3 separate regions of the Mus musculus genome follow, and regions 2 and 3 are each linked to region 1. The links are chromatin contacts, called in public promoter capture Hi-C maps. All regions are on one chromosome and are shown on one strand. The core of a region is the stretch at or near the end of the contact, and the rest is flanking DNA. Distances in the headings are between cores, read along the strand shown.

Evidence for each region. Promoter capture Hi-C pulls out the DNA fragments that hold promoters and counts their contacts. Capture Hi-C pulls out chosen DNA fragments and counts their contacts.
Region 2: a contact with region 1 is called in a promoter capture Hi-C map of liver, with 2.7 times the contacts expected there. The contact joins the promoter of A430078I02Rik here to the promoter of Gmcl1 in region 1. A contact is called at or near these places in 12 of 39 promoter capture datasets (the 3T3-L1 cell line, 3T3-L1-derived adipocytes, cranial neural crest and 8 more), 5 of 484 Hi-C or Micro-C datasets (Sertoli cells, embryonic stem cells and palatal mesenchyme), 3 of 115 datasets of contacts at active chromatin or transcription factors (extraembryonic endoderm stem cells, memory CD8 T cells and pro-B cells) and 4 of 9 other capture datasets (adipose tissue, embryonic stem cells, liver and 1 more).
Region 3: a promoter capture Hi-C map of hematopoietic stem and progenitor cells shows a contact between it and region 1, with 3 times the contacts expected there. The contact joins the enhancer-like site here to the promoter of Gmcl1 in region 1. A contact is called at or near these places in 15 of 39 promoter capture datasets (the 3T3-L1 cell line, the C10 cell line, the HPC-7 cell line and 9 more), 1 of 484 Hi-C or Micro-C datasets (Th1 cells), 4 of 115 datasets of contacts at active chromatin or transcription factors (embryonic stem cells, intestinal villus epithelium, large pre-B cells and 1 more) and 3 of 9 other capture datasets (adipose tissue, liver and pancreatic islet).

The regions. Positions count from the first base shown.
Region 1 is chr6:86,730,827-86,735,351 of GRCm38.p6, reverse strand. It overlaps Gmcl1 (germ cell-less, spermatogenesis associated 1), which reads left to right and starts at 1,974. Exons shown (of 14, transcript NM_011818.3): 1 at 1,974-2,441. The coding sequence starts at 2,188.
Region 2 is chr6:86,478,451-86,482,975 of GRCm38.p6, reverse strand. It overlaps A430078I02Rik (RIKEN cDNA A430078I02 gene), which reads left to right and starts at 2,146. Exons shown (of 3, transcript NR_131126.1): 1 at 2,146-2,310.
Region 3 is chr6:86,545,418-86,549,942 of GRCm38.p6, reverse strand. The region is part of intron 3 of 1600020E01Rik (RIKEN cDNA 1600020E01 gene); the gene reads right to left. Among named protein-coding and RNA genes, the nearest start is that of Gm38676, 19 kb to the right of the region's middle. Within about 2 kb of position 1,787, at least 143 of the 459 cell types and tissues checked have an H3K27ac peak or open chromatin away from gene starts, as enhancers often do. A contact at or near this core is called in Th1 cells, adipose tissue, embryonic stem cells and 6 more, where this site is marked.

The sequences.
Region 1 (4,525 bases), core at 725-3,224:
GGCTTGGGGAAGGGAAGTCAGGGCAGGGGACGAGGGCAGGGGACTGGAATGGGGGGAGGGCACTTCTCTTTTTCTCCATCATCCCTGCTTGTAGCAACAGTGAGAAGAGCAGAGGGGATCAGGTCAGTTCTTGCACTGCCCTTGCTCTGAGGGTGGAGGCTAAGTCCTATGTGGCTGTGGCAGGCTCTTACAGACATTGCCATGGCTCTCCTCAGTATCCAGGGAGCCATTCACCTGCGCTTCCTTAGACAAGACCAATATGGATGTTTTACCCTCTAGGAATTTAGTGACACATGAAGCCACCATGTTACAGTCTAGCTTGTGCATACGCCAAGGCCTCTTTGTTTTTGTTTTTTGTTTTGGTTTTTCAAGACAGGGTTTCTCTGTATAGCCCTGACTGTCCTGGAACTCACTCTGTAGACCAGGCTGGCCTCGAACTCAAAAATCCGCCTGCCTCTGCCTCCCGAGTGCTGGGACAATGTTTTAAGATGACCTCACGTATGTTTCATATTATGTACATTCCTGCGTGTCCCCTGCAGCCACCGTAGTTCTCTTCCTCCCACTTCTCCTTCAACCAGCCTCAGCTACACACCCTCAGAATTTCTCAAACATGAGAAATTCCTCAGTGGCTCACAAAGGACATATACTGCTATAACGGAGTGCAAATGGTGAATTGATGCAGTCAGTTCCGGGGGGGGGGGGGCGAAAAACTGGCAAGAACTCGTAAAGTTGAAAATTTCCCAAGAGCCCGTTTCTGGGATCTGCCTGATGAAGCTTTTGCGAGTGGTGTTCCTGAAAGAGCATCTACGTAGAAATAACTGAAACCCCTTGGCAAGGGAGTAGGCAAATGATGTGTCTAACAATGAGCAGTGACAATAACTAGAGATTCCATTCAAAGTATAGTTTTAGGAGAGGAGAAATCATAGGTTTGGGATGGTCCAATTCCATTTAAATTACATGTCTGAATGTGCAGCAGAAGAGTGGTTATACGTGTAAAGACATGCATAGAAATGGCACAGAGAGGGAGAGGCTGGAAACTGAGAATTAGTACACAAGGGGTTTCTCATTCCCCACTATATATCAATAAAGCTAAAGGGGAGTGAATCAAAGTAAGTGTGATAGAATTCCAAGCCAGTAGTAGGTCCACAGGTACTTGTATTGCTCTGTTTGAAACATTCTATTATAAACATTTTACTTTGAAAGGTATAAAAGGCAGGTATGGTAGCTCAGTGCCTCAACTCCTAGCACTTAGAGGCTGAGATAGGCGGACTTCTGAGAGTTCCAGGGAAGCCTTGGGCTTCAGAGTGACACTTTTCCTTGAAGAAAATTTAAAAAAAAAAAAAAATCGAGGGCCAGGGATGTAGCTTAGTTGGTAGAATGTTTGCTTAGCATTCAAGAAGCCCTGCATCTGATACTCAGCATTTCAGGTCCACGAAGGTGATGTGACACATACATGGCTGTAATCCCAGCTTTCAGGGGGTAGAAACAGGAGATCAAGAGTTCAAGAGCATCCTATACAGTGAGTCGAAGTATGTAGTACGAGACACTGACACAATAAAATAATAATTAAATCAAAACAAGGCAGCAGAAGGAAGGCAAGACCTGGAGGCTAGCTGAGGCTCCAGACTGAACCCGGTCAACACAGCTGGGTGACGGTCATCTATCTAACCGGGCCAGTCGGGTCCTAGAGCCCTGGAAGCAAAGGCCATGTTGGCAAGTCCGTCCTCTTATTAACCGTACAGGGCTGGATGAGACCCCGGAATCGAGGAAGCTTACGGGAAGAACCAGCGACAGAGATCCCGAGATCTGTTAGGCATAAGCACACAGTGCCCACGCCCCTCCGTTGAAGCCGGAACCGCGGAAGTCAGACACGCACCGGGGCTGAGCGCCGCAGGGACGGGCCAGCAGCCTGCGCATGCGCAACCTGCAGCGCAGGCTCCGTCCTCCCGCCCCGCCTTTTCCGGAGGCTCGCCTTGCGCCTGCGCCCTGCGGCGCGCGCTTTGTTGGGAGAAGGAGGGGGCGAGGTCTAGCGAAGCCGGTCCGCTGAGGCGCTACGGGCGGGGCTGAGGATGGAGGTGACTGCGTTCGCGGCGACGGTTGGGGCTGCGCGCGAGGCGGCAGCGGAGTAGGCGGTGGAGATACGGGCATGGCGGGGCGGCCCCTCGGTGCTCCCTAGGCGCCGGAGCCATGGGCGCTCTCAGCAGCCGGGTGCTGCGGCCCGCAGGGCGCACAGAGCAGCCCGAACCCACGCCCGGGGCTGGGGGCGCGGCCCGCAGGTCGGACGCCGGCGAAGATGCGGGCCACAGCTTCTGTTACTGTCCGGGCGGCCGCAAGCGCAAGCGCAGCAGCGGCACATTCTGCTACTGTCACCCCGACTCCGAGACAGACGACGACGAGGACGAGGGCGACGAGCAGCAGAGGCTGCTGAACACGCCGCGCAGGTACGGAACGCCCCGCACCTTGGGGGGCCTGACCCCGGTGTCCTTGACAGGAGAGCGCGGGAGGGTCGGTGCGGGAGGTGAGTGCCCGCGGAGCAGATGGGAGCTGGGCGTTTGCAGACAGACCTAGGTCAGTGCGGGAGCGGGCGCGTGCCGGGCAGACCTGGGGTCAGTGCGGGAGCTGGGCATTAGCAGACAGACCTGGGTCAGTGTAGGGTCTGGGAGTTTGCAGATAGACCTGGGTTAATACGGGAGCTCGCGCGTGTTGGGTGGACCTGGGATCAGTGCGGGAGCTAGAAAGCTTAGGGTTCTGCACATTAAACAGAAGCTTCCTGAGTGTCAGAGCCTCAACCTGAGCCTAAAAGGACTAGCCAGAGCTTCCGCGTCCCTTCCGTAGCAGGCGTTTGCTTTTTGAATAGGATAGCCACGGGAAATTTTACTGTGCATCACTAGCCATAAATCAGTAAAGAGAGGAGCATAGTAGTCCCTGAGATGGACATCTCTCTGTGTTGTCACTAGAGGGACCAGTGATGGAGATTCGCCCAGTTAAGAACAAAGTCTGCTTGTTGAGGTGGGCTGCACTCTGTGTAGGTTGCATAAGATTTTTTTGAGGGAAGAGTTGAAAAAAAAAAATCATTGCTTGTGAAATAGATGTGGCGTATACCAGAATATACTGTGCAGTAAGGATTTTTTTTTTCTCTTTTTAAGGTCACTGTTAGACTCACACAGATGTAATTTTTTAATGAAATTTTTAAAAAGGATCTGCTTATGGACATTGCATTTTTGTTGACAAAAAAAGTGTAGGTGAGCCGGGCGTGGTGGCGCATGCCTTTAATCCCAGCACTCCGGAGGCAGAGGCAGGCGGATTTCAGAGTTTGAGGCCAGTCTGGTCTACAGAGTGAGTTCCAGGACAGTCAGGGCTACACAGAGAAACCCTGTCTAGGAAAACCAAAAAAAAAAAAAAAAAAAAAAAAAAAAAAAAAAGTGTAGGTGGTAGAGTTGGAGCTCAGTGGTAGCGGTAAGATATGTAAATATCTTAGGTTAAAAACTAGGTTAATATAACTTTTCATTAGGGGGTGAATATATTCACAAGATGGATGTTCTAATGAGTTCCAATTCTGAATTCCTATCTGTATTCTGCACTTAATATACTCATTTTCATATGTAAAGTAGAACTATTATTGCCACCTCAAAGAGTTACGCAGATTTTGCAAGGTATTACAATCCTGCAGTAAGCCTCTGGTGGCTGAGACAAGAGCATCAAGTTGGAGGTCAGTCTGAGCCACAAAGTGACTTAAAGGCCATTCTGGGCTGTATCCAGACACCCTGGAGAGAAGAGAGAGGAAGGAAGGGCTGGGAGTGTTGAGACTCTCACAATCTGAGAGTGAGCACAAGTGCAGTGCCCCCCCCCCCCCCCCCCCCGGTTTTAAGATTTGTTTTTATTTATGAGTATGTGGATTTGTGCACATTCCTGCAAAGTCCTGGAACTGGAGTTACAGAGGTGTTGAGCTCCCTAATGTGGGTGTTGGGAATTGTACTTGGGTCCTTTGGAAGAGCAGTGTGTGCTCTTTACCACCGAGACACCTCTCAGGCCCCAGAGTGCCTGTCTTTGTGCATTTGGTATTAGAACTCTTTGATGAACAGGCTCTTATGTCATAAGACATGCATCCTTCTTCAGCCTTAGTGACTTAGCCACTCCCACTTACTTTTGGTAATTGTCTGATGCACCTTTTTAATCCTTTCCAACCTACATCCTGTATCCCATCACCCAACCACCCCTAAGATTTCCCAGCCCATATCCCAGGGCCTTATCCATTCTCCGGAAGCACTTTACTACCAAGCTGGATCTTTTCCACACCAGTACCATCTTTTCACTCTTTGCATATGCACTCATGCACAGTTGTGCTTGCATGTGGAGGCCAGAGATCAACAGTGGATCTTTCTATATTCCCCTCCACCTTACCTTTTTATGAGTCTCTTTATTAAACTGATTGGCTAGTCTAGCCAACCAACAAGGTCCGATCCTCCTGTTCCTGTCCTTCTACCTGCCCCGTTAGGATTACAGATGCTGGCAACCCCACCTGGCT
Region 2 (4,525 bases), core at 897-3,396, 250 kb after region 1:
ATGACATTTATGAAAAAAAAAATATATCATCCACCCCAAATCATGCAATGGGCATCAAAATTAACTTGATGCATTTTTTTTTTCCTTTGTGCTTTTTGAGACAGTGTCTCACTACATAGCTAAGAACATTCTGGAACTTGACATGTTGAACTCAAACCCATTGAGATATTTCTTCTGCCTCCCTCTGCTGGGATTGAAGGTGTGGGCCACCATTGCATGACTGTTACTTTTAACTGAGACATAAAAGGTGTAGCTATTGGGCCCAGGGAGATGCTCGGCAGGTAGATGTGCTTGCCGTGTAAGCCTGACAGCTTGGCTCTGATCCAGGAGATCCCACCGGCGGAGAGAACCAACTCCTGAGAGTTGTCCTCTGATATCGGCACACATGCCATGGCTGGAGCTCACTTGTTCACATACACTATCCCACCCCCAAACTCACAAAATAATGAATAAAATAGAAAATGTTAAGTTGGGCTGGTGAGATGGCTCAGTGGCTAAGAGCACCCGACTGCTCTTCCAAAGGTCCGGAGTTCAAATCCCAGCAACCACATAGTGGCTCACAACCATCCATAACGAGATCTGACTCCCTCTTCTGGAGTGTCTGAAGACAGCTACAGTGTACTTACATATAATAAATAAATAAATCTAAAAAAAAAATGTTAAGTTGTGCATATTAATTAGGCATATGGTTCAAGAATATTACCCTAGTACTTAGGAGTCTGGGCTAGAGGACTCCTCCCTATAAATCCAGAGAAACAAGGGATAGTAAGCTTCTAACACACACACACACACACACACACACACACACACACACACACACACACACGTACACACACGTACACACACGTACACATACGGCTTGGAGGTGCATACCTACAATCTCATCAGTTATGAGACAGAGGAAGGCAGTCAATAGTTCAAAGTCTAACTGGTCTCCAAAGTCAGTTTCAGGTCAGTCAAGGCTATATATAGGAGGAGATCTTTTTTTTAAAAAGTCAGAGATGGCTGTTGGTCAAGTGCCTACTCCAGGGCATGAGGCCCCCAGCTGTGACCCTAGGGACCATGTTAACACTGCGGGGTGCAGGGTGCTGTGTGTCTGTAACCTGTAGGCCATTGCTGGTGAGGAAAAGACAAGCCAATCCTGCAGTTTGTTGGCCAAGTCAATAAACTCAGGTTCTGCTGAGAGCCCGGTACCTCCCCACAGAGTGGGGTTCAGATCAGGGCTAGCATATCTATCTCCCAAGCAGCCTTTTCTGTTAAGGCATTAGACTCCTTTCTTCTAAGCAGAGAATATTGCTTGGCTGATAGAAAAACTGGAATTCTATCCTATCAACACTTAAACCAGGAGTGGCCCAAACCTATTCTAACACCTAGGTGATAAAGGAAGAAGGCTTGGAAGTTCAAGGTCACCCCCCAGCTACCTGTCAAGTTCAAGGTTAACCTGGGCTACAAAAGGTCAAATGCAAGGTTAGCCTGGGCTGCAAAGGATTTTCTAAAAACAAACAAACAAACAAACAAACAAACAAACAAACACCAAATCCCTGGGCAGGCATGATCTCTAACAGCTACCTTTCATTCCAGTACTAGGGAGGCAGAGAAAAGGCAGGCAAGTCTCGGCGAGTAAGTTCCAGGTTAGCCTGTATTACACAGTGAATTCTTGGACAGCCAGAGTTACATAATGAGACCCTATCTCAAAAACCACCACTAACAACACCATGCTTTGCTGGACACAATTGTTTTAATTACAACATTCAGAAGCAGGCAGATTGAGCTCCAGGCTGGCTAGAGATACCTACTGAGACCCTGACTTAACAAACAACAATAATACACAAAAATCTTTCTCAGAGTTATTTTTGAAACACAGTACGTTTGCTATCTGTAGTTGCATAACATGCACATGGGACTTTTCCCTGTATAACCATTCCCAGATAAAGGATGGGCAATGGGAGGTATATACTAATTTGTTTGCTGTTGTTTTTAAATTTTGAGTCGTGTAAACAAATTACTGATTCAAAGATGGAAATATATACAAATGTTTAAAAGCAAAGCTAGTGCAAGCTCTTGCTTTGCCTAGTCACACATCTTTGAGAGCGCTCCACGGCCCCTTCTGTGCAGCCAGCAGTGGCCTCTAGACTCTTGCTGCTCTTCGCATGGCCATTTCAGGACAGCCCACACCTGAAGGTCCACGAGCAGCTGCTTTTCTTCCCTGACTTGGAAACTCCAGAGCTGGGCTGCCTTTCTGAGGTCGACAGTCTAACAACCCGCTGCTTGCCCTTGATTCTCCTTTCTGTGCCTTCTCCAAGAGCCCTGGTAAGCTCTCCGCAGTTTTGCTGACTGTGTTTTCCTGTCTCCTCTGCTGGTGCCCTCCTCCTGCAAGGCAGCGTCCAGCCCCCTGCCAGCTGGTCATCCCTCTCTAAAGAAAACAAAGCTCCACAAAAGCCTCCAATATTCTCACCGAGTCTACAAACCTGAGATTTGCCTGGCTCTTGCTTTGGAGTGGAGTGTCCCTTGTGTACAATTAAACAGGATACATTAGTTTTAAGACACAGTTCCTTGGTTTCGTTTTGTTGACCCAATCAACTGGGAATGCCCGTTCTCATAAAATATCTGGCCCTGTGGAGAGTCCCATGGGGCAGTACAGTTTGTGTGAGAGTCTGGCTTAGTTGAGAGCCCCAGTAAATTTCCATTTGGTATTTCAGAGACTGGAGCTACATGGAATATGTATCTGCAGCTGTCTGAGGCCAGGAGTTGGGGGCAGAAACATGAGACCAAATTCCTGCCCTGACATCTGTGAGGGTTGTTAGGGGGTTGTCAATTGGCTATCATTGTCTGGAATACTTTGCTTAAAAAAAAATACATTTTCAGTAAACCAATCACATCACCAAGTTGTAGATATTTTCATGGTATTAGCCATTTTAAGGTCACCACACTGTGTGTGACAACATACAATTTATGATCATTGCTTTCCTCCCAACCCCCATTTCTTTCTAAGACAGGATGTCACTATGTAATTCCTCCTGGCACTATGTGGACAGGGCTGGCCTAGAACTCACAGAAATTTGCCTGCCTCTGCCTCTCTTTATTGCTCTTTCTTAAGTGTTTTTGGGGAATTAGCTTTTATATTGCAAAGATCACAGATAGCTGAAGTATAAACTAATTCACACAACCTCAATAACTCATTAATCTGACCCTGACAGCCATAGCATCCAGCTTTTAGCTTTCTTTAGCTACAATTCCTCAGCTCATGCATGTGATCTGAGACCTCTGCCAGGTGCGCTCCATGTGCTCTGAAAGCAAGTTGCTTTCACAGATGCCAAGTGTGGCCAGATCGCAGACATTAGAACAATCCATTCCTCCCCAGAGAGGATGCACCTTCCTTCCCTTGAGTGCCTTTAGATTGCTGAGGACAAAGAGCAGAAGGCCCTGGAGGCTGGTCACTCTCCAGCACACTTGCAGGGCTCAGCAAAGCCTGTCAGAAGCAGCAAGGAGCTTCCAAGGAAGTGACCCCCGCTCACCCCCACAAAGCTCACCCACAGAGAGAGAGGCTGGTGTTACTCAGGTTTCCTGACAGGACATCCTGGCTTGTGACACTGAAAGATTGGAAGATGCCAGAAGGTGGCCTTGAGACACAGAGACTCTTGTCAAGTTTGCAAAATACCATTCAACAGCAGGTATTAACGTATTAACCCTCAACTCCATCCCTAACCCTTCTAGCCCTTTGGTATGGTGTCCAATGCTAGTAATTCCAGCACTGGGGAAGATGAGGCAGGACTATGAGGGGCCTGCATGTCTCCCACCTGGCAAAACGTAGTGCTGGGTTATTCACTATGCAAGATAAGCAGTGAGCCTGGAGGTGTTGGGACCAAGCCTGATCAACTTCGGGCTTGTCAGTGGAGTGCAGCAGCAGACAGGGCTCACCTACTCATTTACCCAGTCACAAATCACAACCCCAGCAAACGAAAACATACCTAGCCTTGGAGCACTGTAGGAAGTGCAAAGGTGGCTGAGCTGAGGCTCTCACACACACACTCTCTGTCTGCATGTGTGTAGACAGGGTTCTCATTATGTAGCTCTGGCTGTTAGAGAACTCAATATGTACACCAGACTGGCCTCAAACTCCCAGAGGTCTGCCTGGCTCCACCTCCTGAGTGCTGAGAGTAAGGGAGCACGTTGGGGAAAGGGGAGGATGGCTGGAGAATGGACAGAATAAAGCCGGCTCAGGGGCTGTTTTGGTCTCTTGTGGTGCTGGAGTTCACATCTTGGCCATTGACTACACACTGCAAGCACCCTACCCGTGAGCTGCATTCCATTCCATAGGAACCAGGATCTTATGTGTATCATGAAGAAATTTAAAGTAAAAGTAACAGGTACAGTTATCAGTAAAACCTGGAGGAGCCTTTGAAAGATTCAGTTTTGTTTCTGAGACATTTCCTGTCACTCAGACCAGCCTCAAACTCACTATGTAGCATAGGATGACCTCAAACTTCTGATCCTTCTGCCTCCAGCTCCTGGGTGTTGGGGCTTC
Region 3 (4,525 bases), core at 538-3,037, 190 kb after region 1:
AGATCTCCCTGTCTCTACCTTCCTGAGTGCTTGGACAAAAAAATGTACTCCACAGGGCTGGAGAGATGGCTCAGTGGTTAAGAGCACCTGAATTCTCTTCCAGGGGTCCTGAGTTCAATTCCCAGCAACCACATGGTGGCTCACAGCCATCTGTACTGAGATCTGATGCCCTCTTCTGGTGTGTCTGAAGACAGCCACAGTGTACTCATGTTAAGTAAATAAATAAATCTTTAAAAAAAATGTACTCCACAATAGTGGCTAAAGGCCCATTCTTGAGACAAAGTATCAGAATGGTATATAACATGTCATTTGTGGAGATAAACTTTAAAGACATAAAATAACTTTTAAGTGTTTTCTGGGTTTACACATTCCAAGGACACATTCTCTCCAGGGAACAGGAATAAGAGAAGGAGTCAGAAATTGCTACATTCCATATAAATTACTAACTACCAATCATCCTGGTGTTTGTGGTGCTAGGGATCAAGTGCTTCACCACTGAGCTACACTCTGTCCCCAAAGAGAATGAGCCAGGGAACAAGGCTACCCTCTCACCCAACATGGCCTTCATGGTTAAATATGGCTTTGCACCTGCCCACATCTGAACATATTAACATAGCCTCCCAATGCCATACTTTCTCCTGAACCTCTGTGCCCAGGCTTGTCTTGGATCTTTAACTGGGACCACTGAATGTGGAAGACAAAGGAAGACATGCCAGCATGCAGAACAAAAGCAGCTGCCATTGTTCCAGCAGAAATCCTAAAGGGAGGATGGTTCTATGCTGCTAAGAAATGAGCCTGGGGCAACCTAGTGAGGTCATGGGGTGAGCCAGTCTCACTAGACAGAGTTAAATGAAGAGTTATGTCCTGGTGAGACGTTTATGGTGAAGGGCAAGGACAGCAAAGCAGCAGAGAGAGGCCAGAGACTCAGACAGAAAGGAGGTGAGGAGGTATTATGGGGAGACAAGAAGCTGAGATAAAACCTTTTGCAGTAGCCAGGTGATGGTGGCACATGCCTTTAATCCCAGCACTCAGGAGGGAGGTGGATCTCTGTGAATTGGAGGCTAGCCTGGTCTGCAGAGAAACCCTGTCTCAAAAACAATAAAAAAAAACAAGAAGCTGGAGAGATAGCTCAGTGGTTAAGAACATTGACTGCTTTTCCAGAGTTTCTGAGTTCAATTCCCAGCAACCACATGGTGGCTCACAACCATCTGTAATGAAATCAGATGCCCTCTTCTGGTGTGTCTGAAGACAGCTACAGAGGAAAGAAAGGAAAGAAAGGAAGGAAGGAAAGAAAGGAAGGAAGGAAAGGAAGGAAGAAAGGAAGGAAGGAAGGAAGGAAGGAAGGAAGGAAGGAAGGAACGAACGAACGAAGGAACGAAGGAAGGGAAGAAAGAAAGAAAGAGAGAAAGAAAGAAAGAAAGAAAGAAAGAAAGAAAGAAAGAAAGAAAGAAAGACAAAAAACCCCAAACACCTTTTTTGTAATAAAGCATGATGGTATACACCTGTAATCCTAATACTAAAGGCTGAGGCAGGAAAATCAGGAATTCAAGGCGAGTCTGGGCTGGCTACAGTAGCTAAACCTGGGGTAGGGTGTTGGGGGTGGGAGACGTCCTCCTCTGGAAAGCAAGGCTGCGGTTGTGCAGCCCTCTGGCGACTGCACTCTTAACTTTCAGCTTCCTGAGCAAACATACTTGGTTGTTTTCCTGGTTACCCAAAGCAATGACACTGCTCAGTCCTTACCCAACAGCTGATTCACTACCACTTCTCAAACCACAGGCTCACTTACCAGCTGGCTCTAAGAAAAAACAAGTCGGTGTGAACTGTCAAAGTCCTCTTGGACCTGACCTTAGCCAGGAGAGCAGGTTTCATTTCAAAACTGAAAGGACTGAAGGACTGGGGAAATCCAAAGCGCGCAAAGACCAGGAACAGGTGGTTCCCATCAGAAGAGTCCCCAGCTGGAACGCAAACAGAAACTAGACCACTGATAAGACACGGTTTACAGTGTCTGTCTCCAAGCTCTGGCAGCTGATTAGGTTGTCAACTATTTACAGCAGGGCATAAACACACTTATCCCACTCCAGTCTACTCAATAACTCTTTTCTCCAAAGCTGAAGCAACTTTCTGGATTTATTGAGTTTGAGAATTACAGGGAGGATCCAATAACTGGGACATCAGGGCAAAGGGATCCAGAATCCTTCAAATGGGCCACATTTTGAGTATAAAGAGTTATTACTACCTCTTCCTGATTCCCCATTAATGGGTGGCAAAATTCCTGTCTCAGTAAAAACTTTTCAGTTTATTCCTAGTGACCATTTGCTGTGAAGTGACAATACCAGAGGACAGCTCAGCAGGAGTTGGGTTATATGCCTGAGGTTCCACTGTGGCTAGCTGTGACTCAAGACATGTCACTGCACTTTTCTGGGTTCAGTTTCAGTTTCCTCACCCGTAACATAAGAAGACTGGGAAACATCTGTACCAAGAAAAGTTTTAAGTTCTTAATTCAAGGCTACTTTTTAAAAAAGCACACCTCAGGGCTGAAGAGATGGCTCAGTGGTTAAGAGCACTGACTGTTCCCCCAGAGGTCCTGAGTTCAATTCCCAGCTCACAATCATCTGTAATGGAATCTGATGCCCTCTTCTGGTGTGTTGAAAGACAGGGACAGTGTATTTACATACATAAAATAAATCTGTTTTTTTTTAAGGCATACCTTACCACTCTATGAAAAAATTCAAGGCATAAATAAAATTCACAAGCTCCTAGCCATAATAGGCTGCTGCTTACAAAGGACTGAGGAAGGGCCAGTTTAGGCCACTGGCACATGCTGCATCACTAGGAACCCAGACGCCAGAAAGCTACTCTATAGACTGTGATCAATAGTAAAGAATACTGAACGCGGTGAAGACACTACTCACACAGGGCCCAAGTATGGTGAGATATGCAGATAATCCCAATACTTAGCAGGCTAAAGCAGAAAGATGTAAGCTCTGAGGTCAGATTACATAAGGAAGACTCTGTGCAGACCAAAAGATAGACACACACAAAGAAAAAGACATCAATAGCCCATGTTCACTACAGCACTGACAGCAACTGCATACTGCAAGCCAGGGCTCTCTGGTGGAATGCTTACCTAGCATCCATGAGGACCTGGGTCCTATCCCCAGCTCAAAGAGAAAGAAACAACATTGTTTTTAAAAGGAGAAAAGGAAAGAAAGTGGAACAGTCAGAGGGGGAACAAGGAAGAAAATGTAAACTATACTACAGAATACTTTTCAGTCAATTAAAAAAAAAAAAAAACGGTTTTAGCCGGGCGTGGTGGCGCACGCCTTTAATCCCAGCACTCGGGAGGCAGAGGCAGGCGGATTTCTGAGTTCGAGGCCAGCCTGGTCTACAGAGTGAGTTCCAGGACAGCCAGGGCTATACAGAGAAACCCTGTCTCAAAACAAAACAAAACAAAACCCCCCCAAAAAAAGGTTTTAAATCTGTCATTTGCAAGAGCATGACTGCAACAGGGGATCATTACATTAAATGATACAAGCTAGGATGAGAGTAAAGGCACTGTACAGTCTCCCCACACATGGAAGTAAGAAACAATAACCTCATAACAGCAAGAATGAAATGGTGGTCTGCAGCCAGAGAGAGAAAGAAATGAGAGGTGGAGAGGTTACAATTAGGAATACAGTTTTGGGGGCTGGAAAGATGGCTCAGCAGTTAAGAGCACTGACCGCTCTTCCAGAAGTCCTGAGTTCAAATCCCAGCAACCACATGGTGACTCACAACCATCTGTAATGAGTTCAGATGCCGTCTTTTGGTGTATCTGAAGACAGCTACAGTGTTCTCACATATAATAAATAAATAAAAATTTTTATAAAGGAATACAGTTTGGGCTATATTATATAAATAGAAAGACTACAAAGAGTGATAATATGCCCTATATTCTAGAAGCTAGAAGAGTTTGAAATTTTTCACACTACAAAGAAAAGATTAATGTCTGAGGAGATTGTGCTATTCAACCCAATTTGAACACAAGTATACACAATATGTGAAAACATCACATTGTCCTCCAGAAATTCACTTGCTTTCTGCTTTTTAGTTTAAATATTATTTTTTAAAATGTATTTTTCCATTAATGTATTTACTCACTTTATATCCCAATCACTGTCACCCCCCACTCCTGGTCCCTACCCCCAGTTCCTAAAATTTATTATTTATTGGGGGGGTGTGCTATGCCATGTATCAAAAGACAGTCTGTGGGAGTTGGTTCTCCTGCCACCCTCTAAGGCCCATGGATCCCTCTCTAAGCTACTTTGCCAGCCCTCCATTTAAGTGTTAATTTACACTCTTGGCCCTCTCCTATGAAAACCACTCAAAGAAATTTTCAAGTTAGTATTTAAAGCTAGACGCCAAGAATGACAACGCATATAAGGAGTACATCTCAGCATCCTTAACATCTTTCAGTGAAGATACCTGTGACTTCAGACAGCCATTAAACGGCAGTCCCTGCTGCCCAGGTCTTTGAGTTGCTCAT